Regions from separate parts of the Danio rerio genome. Here region 2 is linked to region 1. Evidence: chromatin contacts called from public Micro-C data. All regions are on one chromosome and are shown on one strand. The core of a region is the stretch at or near the end of the contact, and the rest is flanking DNA. Distances in the headings are between cores, read along the strand shown. Region 1 holds the start of slc6a7 (solute carrier family 6 member 7). Region 2 holds the start of pgap2 (post-GPI attachment to proteins 2).

Evidence for each region. Hi-C and Micro-C count contacts between places; a contact is called where the count stands out from the background.
Region 2: a Micro-C map of caudal fin shows a contact between it and region 1, with 2.6 times the contacts expected there. The contact joins the promoter of pgap2 here to the promoter of slc6a7 in region 1. A contact is called at or near these places in 1 of 18 Hi-C or Micro-C datasets (caudal fin) and 1 of 4 datasets of contacts at active chromatin or transcription factors (embryo).

Annotation. Positions count from the first base shown.
Region 1 is chr21:33,464,145-33,470,443 of GRCz12tu, reverse strand. It overlaps slc6a7 (solute carrier family 6 member 7), which reads right to left and starts at 2,577. Exons shown (of 15, transcript NM_001080580.1): 1 at 2,350-2,577.
Region 2 is chr21:33,655,545-33,661,843 of GRCz12tu, reverse strand. It overlaps pgap2 (post-GPI attachment to proteins 2), which reads left to right and starts at 3,526. Exons shown (of 5, transcript NM_001013544.2): 1 at 3,526-3,995. The coding sequence starts at 3,828. It overlaps ncbp3 (nuclear cap binding subunit 3), which reads left to right. Exons shown (of 13, transcript NM_200143.1): 13 at 1,337-1,871. The coding sequence ends at 1,635.

The DNA.
Region 1 (6,299 bases), core at 1,328-3,827:
CACTGCTCTGTACAACATTTCTACCTCAATGAAAAATGCTTACATGTACAGTTTTTATATCTGATCCAATATTTTTGCACAGCATCCATAGTGTACTGGTCGGCGTTACTGTTTCTTGTTCTGTCTTGTCTGTCCTGTCTTATTTGCACTAAATGTTGCACAAACCACACTTTGTGCTCATTCATTCATTTTCTTGTCAGCTTAGTCCCTTTATTAATCCGGGGTCGCCACAGCGGAATGAACCGCCAACTTATACAGCAAGTTTTTACGCAGTGGATGCCCTTCCAGCAGCAACCCATCTCTGGGAAACATCCAAACACACATTCACACACACACTCATACACTACGGACAATTTAGCCTACCCAATTCACCTCTACCGCATGTCTTTGGACTGTGGGGGAAACCGGAGCACCCGGAGGAAACCCACGCGAACGCAGGGAGAACATGCAAACTCCACACAGAAAAGCCAACTGAGCCGAGGCTCCAACCAGCGACCTTCTTGCTGTGAGGCGACAGCACTACCTACTGCGCCACTGCTTCGCCCCACTTTGCGCTCCTATTCTTATTTTTATTTTTTTCGGTTTATCTTATTTTAACCCTTCAAAATTTTGTAGTAGTGCATAGTCTTATGTAGGCATGGGATGGGATGATAATCATTTTCAAGGTATACCGCTGTTTAGAAAAGTAAAGGTTTTAAAACCAACAACATTTTCTGTTATGCCATTCATATGCTATCGTTCCTATGCAAGATTTTTTAACGTTTTTTTTTTGGGCAACATTATCTCCAACAGAAAACATATGCAAAAATGCTGTTTTAAATTGTAAAGAAATCTGTGTTTTTTAAACTAAAGAAGACAGCAGGAGTCAATAATTGACTTGTTTGTCAAGCCTGACTTGTTTACTGCTCCAAACTATTTTAAATGTTTCCTAAATTAAAATATATTGTGTTCAAGGGGGAAAAAAGTATGTTTTTACCCAGACATTTCAAGAGAATATATTTTAGAGCAGCAATCACAATATCATGTTAGGTAGCTACAGATTTGATAGTGTTTATTTCTTTTTTTTCTGATGCACTTACAGTAGAGCTTACTGACATTCATTCAATTTACATTGCTCATTGGTCCATGTAAACTAGCTGAATTAACTTGCAGTGGGTAAAAAGACGACGCCATTAAAAGTAAACGATGACTGTTACTGTAAATCCCTTTAAGTGTGAAAGACAAGATTAAAAATGTTTCTAGATCTACAGCTGAAGTCAGAATTATTAACCCCTCGTTGAATTTTTTTCTTTTAAAAATATTTTCCAGATGATGTTTAACAGAGCAAGAAAATTTTTACAGTATGTCTGATAATATTTTTTCTTCTGGAGAAAGTCTTATTTGTTTTATTTAAACTATAATAAAAGTTATATATAATATATAACTTATAATAATAGAATAAAATAATATATATATATAATAAAATAAATATAAATATTTTTTAAAAAACATTTTAAGTTCAAAATTATTAGCCCCTTTAAGCTATTTATTATTTTGATAGTCTACAGAAGAAACCCTCATTATACAATAACTTGCCTAATTACCCTAACCTGCCTAGGTAACCTAATTAACCTAGTTAAACCTTTAAATGTCACTTTAAGCGGTATAGAAGAAAACCATCTTGAAACCCCTCTAATAAAACATTATTTACTGCCATCATGGCAAATAAAATAAATCAGTTATTAGAAATGAGTTCTTAAATATGCTTATAAATGTGTTGAAAACATTTTCTCTCCGTTAAACAGAAATAGGAAAATGGGGGGAAATAAGCAGGGAGGCTAATAATTCTGACTTCAACTGTATATAAGTGACTAAATAATAACATAATTTTCATGTTTACCTGAATCACTTATTAAAAGGATAGTTCGCCAATAAATGAACATTCATTCACCCTTAAGTTAAGCCAATTTTATATATTAGTTTTTATTTTTCCGTTGAACCCAAGAGAAGATATTTTGACAAAATACTGATAAAAAAACTTGTAGTCACTGGATGTCAAGGGCTACCGGTTTCCAACATTTTTCAAAATATCTTCAAGTTCAGCAGAAAATAGAAATGAAATATGATTGGGACAAGTTGAGGGAGGATAAATGATGACAAAACTTTCAGTCATTAACCCTTTACCCTTCATAACAATACAAACAAACCTTTACGAGTTAAAAAACAGTCAGCCATGGAGAGGAATGAAGACAGACGAGTTGTGTTACATCGACAGCAATATTGAAACGAATCCGAGTTTCTTTCAAAACTCATAAAACTCAAAAATATCTATTTATTCAGCTTTAGGTCAAGTATCGGTGTTTAAATTACCTCTGTTGAAGGTGTTGTGATCACACCGTTTCCAGGTGCAGTTCTCGCCTCCTCAGTCGGCATCTCCGCAGCGCTTTTTTTCAGATGCTCACTACATAGTTCACTTAATGGTTTCATCGAGACCACCGGTTGACTCCTAAAACAGACTGTGATGTTCTCGAGACCTTAAATAGATGGTGACTTTATAATACAAGAGTAATCCTGAGTAAAAAGTGCAGGTGTACGGTCCATGTTGACGGTTGAATGGGGGAGGGAGAAACAGAAACAGTCGACGAGGGAGGCGCCGGGGTATCTGTTCCGCACAGAGCTCACCTTCCTGCAGGTAAACTCGCAAATTATGCCCCTCCTAGAAACGGTGCTGGTCATTCCTGTCCTCCTTCCTATTTAATATTCAGCAGTCAATATATTTAGCTTTCAGCCACAGCAATTGTTGTTAAAGGATATGATATGCCTAATATGTCTCGGCTGTGATGTCAAACGTGAACGCTTTATTTTCGTCTCGAGTGAAATAGTTTGATGTCGCTTGTCGAAGTACAAACGAAGGCGGGTTGGTCTCATTTTAACAGGAAGCCGCTTCAAGTTCACTACAACAGCAGGAAACCGCAGTGTGCTCAGCCTTGGTGACATAAACTCGATTTGTGAGTCAACAACAGACACACAATCACCTATATTATTGTGAATAATAGTAGCCTAACGTTACAGTATATAAGTAACGCGCAAAACTCGTAGAGCAAGTATACTGTATTCAAAATATGCAATATAATGTAATGGAAATTAATTTACCTCAATAAAATGTTCTATTCAAAGTTTTGTTCAGTCATAAAACATAAAAAAAATAATTGTAATGTGTTTGATGTTTATATATAGGTTCATCTTCCATAACACTGTTACAAATCGGTAATAATTAAATGTATTATTTTTCTACAACCGTTTACATAATTACCTGTGCAAAAAGCACTGCTAAAAGATATGTAAACATTTGCTGTGTTATTAATAATTTCCGATGTTAAAGCACAGCACAGCATAGACAGAAAAGAGATTTCTGGGTGTGCATCAGAAAAACCACGTTTATTGTCATTTGGTGGATGGATGGATGGATGGATAAATAGATAAACAAATAATTGTTACACTACCATGGAAAACACTTAAAATCTGTTATTTTAAAGGCGATATATTTATTTATATTATAATGTGTGCGCTCGCGCGCACTATAATACAGCACCTGGTTTCGTTTTCACTTTCTCAATGTAATTTGGACTGCCAGGAATGTAAAAGTTCCATCCCAGGCTACACTGAAAAAATTTAACTTTGAACCAACTTAAATTAATTACTGTAATTTGTTACACCTGAATTGTTTAGTTTTTTTCTCAAAGTCTAATTTAATTTAGCTATTTATAAAAATGTAAAAACTTTTTTAATAGAGACGCTTATATATAATATATATATATATATATATATATATATATATATATATATATATATATATATATGTGTGTGTGTGTGTGTGTGTATATATATATATGTGTGTGTGTGTGTGTGTGTGTGTGTGTGTGTGTGTGTGTGTGTGTGTGTGTGTGTGTGTGTATCAAATCAAATCAGGCCTTTATTTGTCACAAACACTTTCGTAAAGTGACAGACAGCTGAGGTCGTCTGGCAGGAGAAAGAAGAGAGCTGAAACAGTAGGAATATACTTTAACTTTAGGTCAATATCTGCCAATTTCCCATATATTTAATTTCCGTCACTCATCTCTGGTTTATTCCAGCACAAATTAAGCCAAGATTGTAAGTAAAAGTGGCTCACCCTGCACACCCATGGCTATAGGCCTCTGAAGCACAGTAAAAATTACTGTGGATTTCAATATTTTTATTCAAATACCTACTGTGTACGATATACAGTATATGCAGTGGATCCATTGTGGAATTACATCAACCAAACCCAAAGATGAATTGCAATCATTGCATTTAATACATCATTGTGATTTATCAGCAGACATTACATTGGTTACTTCATTTAACTTTAAATTGTCAAACATTAATGTCTGTTTTATTTCTGTTGTGTTACCTTTGTTGTATTATTTAGCTGTGGATAGCAGTGCTATGTAATGTGTTAGATCTTTGTCATTTCAGGATATCATGCCAAGTACAGTATTTGTAAAATAAAAATAAAAAAATCAATATAAAGAGGGTTAAATTACTTGCTAAATTAGTAGCAGCTTGAGAATGAATGAGGTATTTAAATGCTTCATCTTCAAAAAGGAGAAGAAATAAATACTGGGTTTACCAAAGAAAACCTGCTAAGAAATGTAAAAGTTACCTCCCTTTCAGAAATGGGACTGACCATTTTTCTAATATACTAAAGCTCATAGTATTCCAGTTGAAAAACACTTCCAACTTGTTGTCAATCTTACCCAATCATATGTGTGTTTGGTTTTTGTTTAGACTTTTTTTTAGAATTTCCACTACCAGCGCAGAGCCTCTGGGATCGATGAGATCCAGAAATGGGACTGACTTTCCCTGCTTTCTCAGGTCTGAGATACCTATTCTGTATAAAAAAAAAACAGAGTTTTCCTCATTTCAGGCTTAACAAAACCACAAAGCTGGTTAAGCTGGTTAGCCAGGGAAGTTTCAGTCTAGATTACACAAACTCTGTATTAAAGGAAAGTGGTATGGCTTTTATCTTTGTTCATCATTGTCATAGCAACATTTCCACAGATGTAAAGCAACACATCAGAGACGATAAAGCTCTACAACAGCATCTTGCTCCAAATCAAAAGCCGTTACATATTAATACATTTTTAAAGATAAAACTTTACTGACTTTTAAATGAACATTATTTATTAAACCCTCCACCGCACATATTATGATCAATCTGTTAAAAAATATTTGACAGTTTTCCTTTTCTTGACATGGCTTAATTTGCAGTGCTGTAAAAAAAAATTGACAATTTTATTTTTTTGAAATGTTGCATATGGCAGCAACATCCAACAGTGGATCTAACTTAAAACTTTAAAATAAAAAACCTAAAAACCTTCCTTAAAATTTATAATTTTGTTGTTTGAAATGCTTTAATTGGTGTTGCAGCATTATAAGCCTTAACACAGAACTTGTAAATGACACCTTATACATACTTTCCAACAACTCATATTCCAACAGCTTTCATTCATTCCATTCTTTTTTGTTGAATATTATTAAAAACAACCCTAATATTGTATTATCATGTATATAACATACAGTAAATATAAATATTTTCTCCAGTAAATATTTTAACAAATAAATAACAAGTCTAGTATATCCAGATACATCAGAATAATGTAGCTACTAGCTAAAAATTATATATATATATATATATATATATATATATATATATATATATATATATATATATATATATATATATATATTATACTATCTTATACTATATACTGTACTATCTTTTCTGCCTCTGAGCTAACTTCCCTGAACTGTCTCGATCAAATGTCTAGTCTGCATTATTCTCATGGTCACTAAAACCCATCTCATCCTCACTATTATCTGCAGGAAGAGCCACTTTTGTCCTTTTCTATTTTCACTTAGCATGGAACAAGCTGGTGGTCGCTAATACACTGTTCCCTGTATTCATATCAAAAGTAGTATTGCCATTAAAACTAGATTTTATCCATGATGAAAAAGCCATTAACATACAAGTAATCAACATTATATTCCCAGCTTTCATGTTGTTATTGTTACAACTTAAAGGTTCACATCTGGGCTTGCTAGCTAACCCATTGCAACATTGCACGTTCCACTAATGTCATCATAACTTACTGGAGGTGATGGTTCAGATTTTTTTGTGGATCTGACATAATTTGATTCTTTTGTTTTTATTGACTTTTACATTTGCTTGCAGCATCTACTCACAATAAACGCCAGTCTGTCAGAAATCGTGCTACAGTTTTTACCAGAAGGATAGG
Region 2 (6,299 bases), core at 2,277-4,776, 190 kb before region 1:
TTGGTGAAAGTACTATTATAGACGTCCATAAATGTTATGCATTTTAAACAAAACAATAACATAACAGCTGCTCAAAAATGAAATCTATCGGCAATTTTTAAACTAACCACAAATAAAATGTAGTATGTCAAAGCAAAATCTGCTGTTGTGTAACTGCTATAAAAATGTGTAAAACAATTTAAAAAATCACAGAATTGTTTCTGAGCAATACAACGTTATACATTTTAATAACACGTTCTGAAATGTAACCGAACTGTGTCTCTGTCTCTAATAATCAATTTTGTAATACAGATACCACCTGTGCTTATTTATTTGTAACAACAAACAGAAGTATTAGTAATAAGTATTATTAATAGTAACGGTAATAGTCTCAGTCTCTTGTGCACACAGTCAGCCTACCTCGCTTGCATTCGGTCTATCTCGCGTATACACTTTGCCTCTCGCGTGCAGCTGGTATCTCTGCTTTGTCTTTACTTTTGTAAAGTCTGGTGTCTCGTACACGATGCGTCTTCTTTGCAGTGTTGGTTAGCATCCACCAATGTGTCGTCACTGTAAACAGAAAGATGTAGGCTAGAGTGCAGCCAAAATTAATTAATTCACGATTCATTAATTAATTAATTGAGTCACGGACAAACGCATTGTATTTTAACGATAACAGAGTTACTATATTTAAAAAGTAATGCGTTACTGCATTAGTTACTGTCAGAAGTAATGCCGTTACAGTAACACATTGCTAGTAAAGCCTGGTTTATACTTCTACGTCAAGTGACCGGCGTAACCGACGGCGCATGCAACGCGCGTAGCTGTGCATTTATACTTCTGCGCTCTGTCTCTGTTATTCTGCATTAACACTTCCAAAACGCTAGTTGGCAGTGAGTCGTTAATATTCCTAAGTGTCGAGTTTCTTCGCTGGTGTTTTGTTTTTTCTGAATGCTTCCTGAATGTACAAGTGGCTGAAACTCGCTTATTTTGAGGCAGGAAGCGGCGGACGTGCAACAATTTTAACTATGAGGTAAACACAAAAAAAAACCTTCCACCCAGAGCTCCTTTACGGGACTCCACACTTGTAAACAATCGCTCTATCGGGCTCGCATCGATCACGCGGCTCTCTGTCCCGCCTAGGCTCATCAGCGCTACCAAGCCGACCAATCACAGAGCTTGCGCTACGCGTTGTTGCAACGTGTAGTTAAATTTTTTGAGTAGGGCTATTCGTCGTTAAGTAGGCTGCGCCATAACATACGCGTGGGCTTGACGCAGAAGTATAAATCAGCCTTAACATGTTATTGCTCAACACTCATTATGACTCATTTACAAACCATAACATTTGTATCTTAAGGTGGTTTGTGGAGCCGCCTCGGCCCGTCTCACAAGGACAGCGGCAGCGGAGACGAAGACAAGCCTTCATCACGAGCATCTTCCTCCAGAGGAATAAGACGAAGAAAGGATGAAGATTCTGACGGAGTGGAGGACGAGGATGAAGAGGACGACTCTCATCTCCAGAAGATGTGGGGTGCAATGATCAAGCAGAAAGAGCAGCAGTCCAACAAGATGAAGAAAAGCAGACTGGACAACCTTCCGTCGCTGCAGATCGAGATCAGTCGAGACAGCAGCAACGGCTCCGACAGCGACTCCTGACTCACTCACTGAGAGTTGGAGGGCATCTATAGACTGGGCCAAGAGACCCTGATATCCAAACTTAAACATTCCCAAAATCCCAACTCTCATCAGTCTAGAAACGTCACACTTTTCCTCCAGAAACCAAGGTGCAGGTTAGGGTTTTGTTTTGACTTCTCAAAGAAAAGGCAGAGGATGAAGCTGTCATGTTTTTTTTTTTTCCTTCAAAAGAAAATAAATTATATTTTGACATACAATCAGAGCCCATTTCAAATACACAGTGAAGCATTTCTCATGAATTCAAGCAATGTGATCCGATTGCCTTTTAGCAATACTTTTTTTTTTTAATCCAGTCATGACTCATGTTTTATCATTATCACTGTGGATTTGATGATGTGAAGAAAATAATGGTGTGTTTTTTTACAAGCATTATAATATCCACTCACACATACTGGACCTGGATGGATCAGTGCTTTATCTTACACAGTCCCGAAAAAGAATAGCACATAATGTAGCCAATGTAATAATGCTCCCTCAAATGAATGGTTCACATTCCCTAAATACATGTGGTCAGTGAAACATACAAGAGCAGCATTGTATGTTGAATAAAAGTTGTTGTTTTTTTTTATATCAGATTGGGTCTAGAAATTTGTATTTCCACCATATGACATCTTTATTTAAAATAACACAAACATTTTGTTAATTGTTACTGAAAAAAAAAATAATAGAAATGATCTGAAATACTTAGCGCAAAAATGTTCTCATCATTTTTTTAAATGATTTCAAAACCTTTGTGTATATACGATCATCAACGTTTGAAGTGGATCAAAAAAGTTTTTCAAAGTTGTCCTTAGACACGAATGCCTATTGTTCATTAGTTTTAGGACAACTTTGATGAAAGATTTTGATCCACTTCAAATGTTGACTACACTATACAGAAGTCAACATTTGAAGATGATCAAAACAGTTTTTAAAAATTATCCTAAGACAAGAATGTGACTATTTTCAATTTCACAAGGTTGTTTTTACAGCATCGCTGTTGTAATGTAATTGCAATACAGTCAGTTAGCATTCATTTAGTTGTTCAAGTGTAAATCGAGATGAAAGACCGTTGTAATCACTAGTGCTGTCAGCAACAGGCTAGTGCAGAAATTCCATTGAAAATACTGGGGTAAAATAATTTGTCATTTTAAAGACATGGAAAGTGGATTTTAATGCAGTGCCTCTTGTACGATCTGAGACCCACTTTAATTTGTATATCTAATAGGCAATGAAGAGCACTAATTTTTAAAGAAATCAGATCTTAAACTTCACAATTTTGTAATGGAAAGACAGTTCACCAGAAACCCTTATGGGCTCCCTGGCTGAAAATGTAAAGTCTGTGTGCATATAGCCCATTGTGTTTGTAACAAGATGTTTGAGAAGCTGACGACAGTCTTGGTAATTTGGTTACCAACATTAAATAATTGAAGGCAATCATAATGGAGACACTACTGCAATTAGTAACAATAGGATTTAATGCCAGCTATGGCCATGTTTATTTGGTTTGAATGCGATTCTGTTTAGTTATTTACATTGATTGTTTTCGTTTGTACAAGCCAAAAATCACCAAAAGCAGGCATAACAACTTTTTTGCAGTTTAAGGTTGTTTTTGGGCATATCAATCACACATCTGATGCTAAATTTAAAAATGTGCATTAAAATAGGATTATGGAAAAACTACATTGGGTACTCCTTTCTAACATTCTTCATAATATATATTTTTCGTGTTTAACAAAAGAAAAACAGGTTGAATGAAAAAAAATCATTTTGGGGCGAACGATCCCTTTTAAAAACACCACGAGGACTTTGATTTTGAAATGTAGATTCCGCGTGACCGGATGTTTCCACGAATCATTCACATCCAGTCGGAAAACTTAGACATTTTAACCAAATTAAAACATTAACGACTTGTTTATTAAACGCAGCTTAATCCAGAACTCCTCTGTAGTTAAACCAACGCCACAAATTTAAAGTTTCAGTATATTTCGCAAAGCATGTTAACGCTAAGTACTTCAGTGATAACCAGCAGCGACTTTAAATCGGTTTCAGTTTCAACTTAAGCTAATTGTCAGACATGTAAGGTTAGTTCAGAGACTAGGTTGGAGCCATGGGCTACAGGGAGTCTGTCTGTCGCTTGTGACACATCAGGGGATGTAATTAGTCCAGGGAAGATGCAACAGGTCCCGTACGGTTCTGTGGATCGAGACAAGCCTCTGATCCGCGTGCCGTTCACCCGGCTAGCGGTGATTACGGTGTGTTTGCCTCTGCTCGGCCTCGTCGCCTGTATCGTGCTGGCGATGCTCTACCACTACAATGATGCCACATATACACACTGCCAGGTGAGAAAACGGGCACACACACGTCCCTGGACATTGGGATGAAGTTGTTTTTGCATTCGCACATTCATTTATTCATTCATTCAGTGAACAGTGTTGTACTTTGAGAGTGTTTGGCTGCTAGTATGATTTCCATATTTAGAATTTGCTTAGCATACTATTCTGAAACTATATTATTGAGCAGAAAGTCTTAATGTGCGAATACAAAATCAACCCGTAGCCTGTCTGGCGTGGTTCTTTTTTTTTTTTTTTTGCCCCAACTATGAGGTTTAAATACTGCTTAAATACTTTTAATGACGTTTAAAGCACTCTTTTTATCTGCACTCGCTTGTCGAGTGGTCAGCATTATCCCACTTTTTATTTTTAATGTACCAAAATATTTCCTAAAGATTTAGAATAAAAAAGTGTAAAAAAAAAAATTTGATTGTGTTATTGTTAAAATACAAATTTATCCCATCATATATCATTAGATGGGAAAATTGAATGTTACGGCTTTGGGTAAATTGTTTTGTAAATTAAGTAAAAGAGATTGTCGTTTATTGGGCAAATAACAAACTGGCCATCACATTCAACTTTCCCGTCAGAATTTGTCCACTCGAATAATAAATGCCATAACATGTTTTCGACCGATACATTTTCGGTGGTGGAAAATTCGGTGCATCTCTAATATCAGCACGCTTTTCCCATTGTTTTTACATTTCTTCTGTGTGATGGGCTCCTTGATTATTATAGAGTAAGAAAAGTCCAGAGCTTAATGTTGTTATTGACATAAATTTTCACGATTCGATATAATATCGTTTATCATCCCAGCCCTAAAGAATAATATGTGGAGCTTCCTGATTTTTCTAGCCTCTCTTGTAAAATGTACATTTGAAAATTCATGGAAAACAACAATAGCCTAATTAGTGTTAAAATGTAATTTTATAATCTTCAGAATTAAAGTTTTTAATGATCGTTTTTTGTCTTTGAAGACTAAGGTCTAAGATTTAGAATAAAAGTTACTTGTAAAATGTTTTTACTATTTAACAACACATTAGGTCAGTAGTGAAAGATAACTTCACTTTCGTCAGTTTCTTCTCAGTCTTAAAGCCTTCTTCAATAACATATTTCCACAATTTATGATGGCAAAATAGGACAAATGAGCTCATGTGTGGGACAAATTCTGGACCTTTGTCAAAGAGGTGTGGGTCTTAACCACCAGAAACCACCCCTGGCAACGGGCCTAAATAGTGTTTCTGAACCATACTGTTGTAAAGTACTTGAATGAATTTGTTGTAATAATGTTATAGTTGATGTGGTAATACAGCTCGTAGGGTTGTGACGATGAGGAAGTTTCCCCACCGGTTAATCGACATGTGACAAGACCGGTTATACCGTTATCACAGTCGGAGTGGGAATTTCCTCTTTTTCTCTTTTTCCTGCTTTTAAATAGCTTATGAATGCGTGCGTATAATATTTTCAGTTTTGCAGGAATTGCCAATTCGGCGTCAATTGTTTGAATGGACAAGAGGAAACTACAAAAAAAATCACTGTTATTAAACACATAACTTTTATTAACATAACGAAAAAACACAACAATGCTATAGGCTGAAAAAACTGTGGAAGTTGGAATCAAACAAATAACAACCATAAAAACCTAACGTATTATATAATAATAGCTTAGTCCTCATGAACTTTCCGTTTATGAACACATTAACAAACCTATAGGCTATTGAAGAATAAACCGAATATGAAATGTGATCCTTGCATAATGATCAAAACTAAACAAGCTAGCACTCATTTTATATATAAACTAAATAAAAAAAGAAATGTTAAGAAATTGAACATTATGTAAAACAATTTAAAGACTACAGGCTAAATAAAAGTGCCTCGTCAGAGCTAAACATCACCGCACATGTGTCCGTTTACAGCTTCTGCAAAGATCAGACAGCCTACAGATCACACAATCTCAATAAACAACATGTAAATGTATAAATATTTCGATAAGTATTGTTATGGAATGTTTATAAGTATATGATCTTGCTTTTTTGGTTATATTGATTCCAGCTTTGAGCTCTCTCTCACAAGCGGCAGTTGACAGGAGCTGCATAAGAGCATTGTACACTACTCAGTGGCGGAATACACACAGCAAGACGTTTTATTTTTAGTTTTATTTGTTGCCGATTTGCGTGTTGTTCCTTTTTAAAAATACCTTTTATTTTTAAAATCTCTCAAGTTAATGTTGTCTATCGAGTAACATAATCTCCCTCAGATCAGATCAGTTTGGTGCGCAGTAAGACTATGACCAACACCGGCCTGTTAACACAC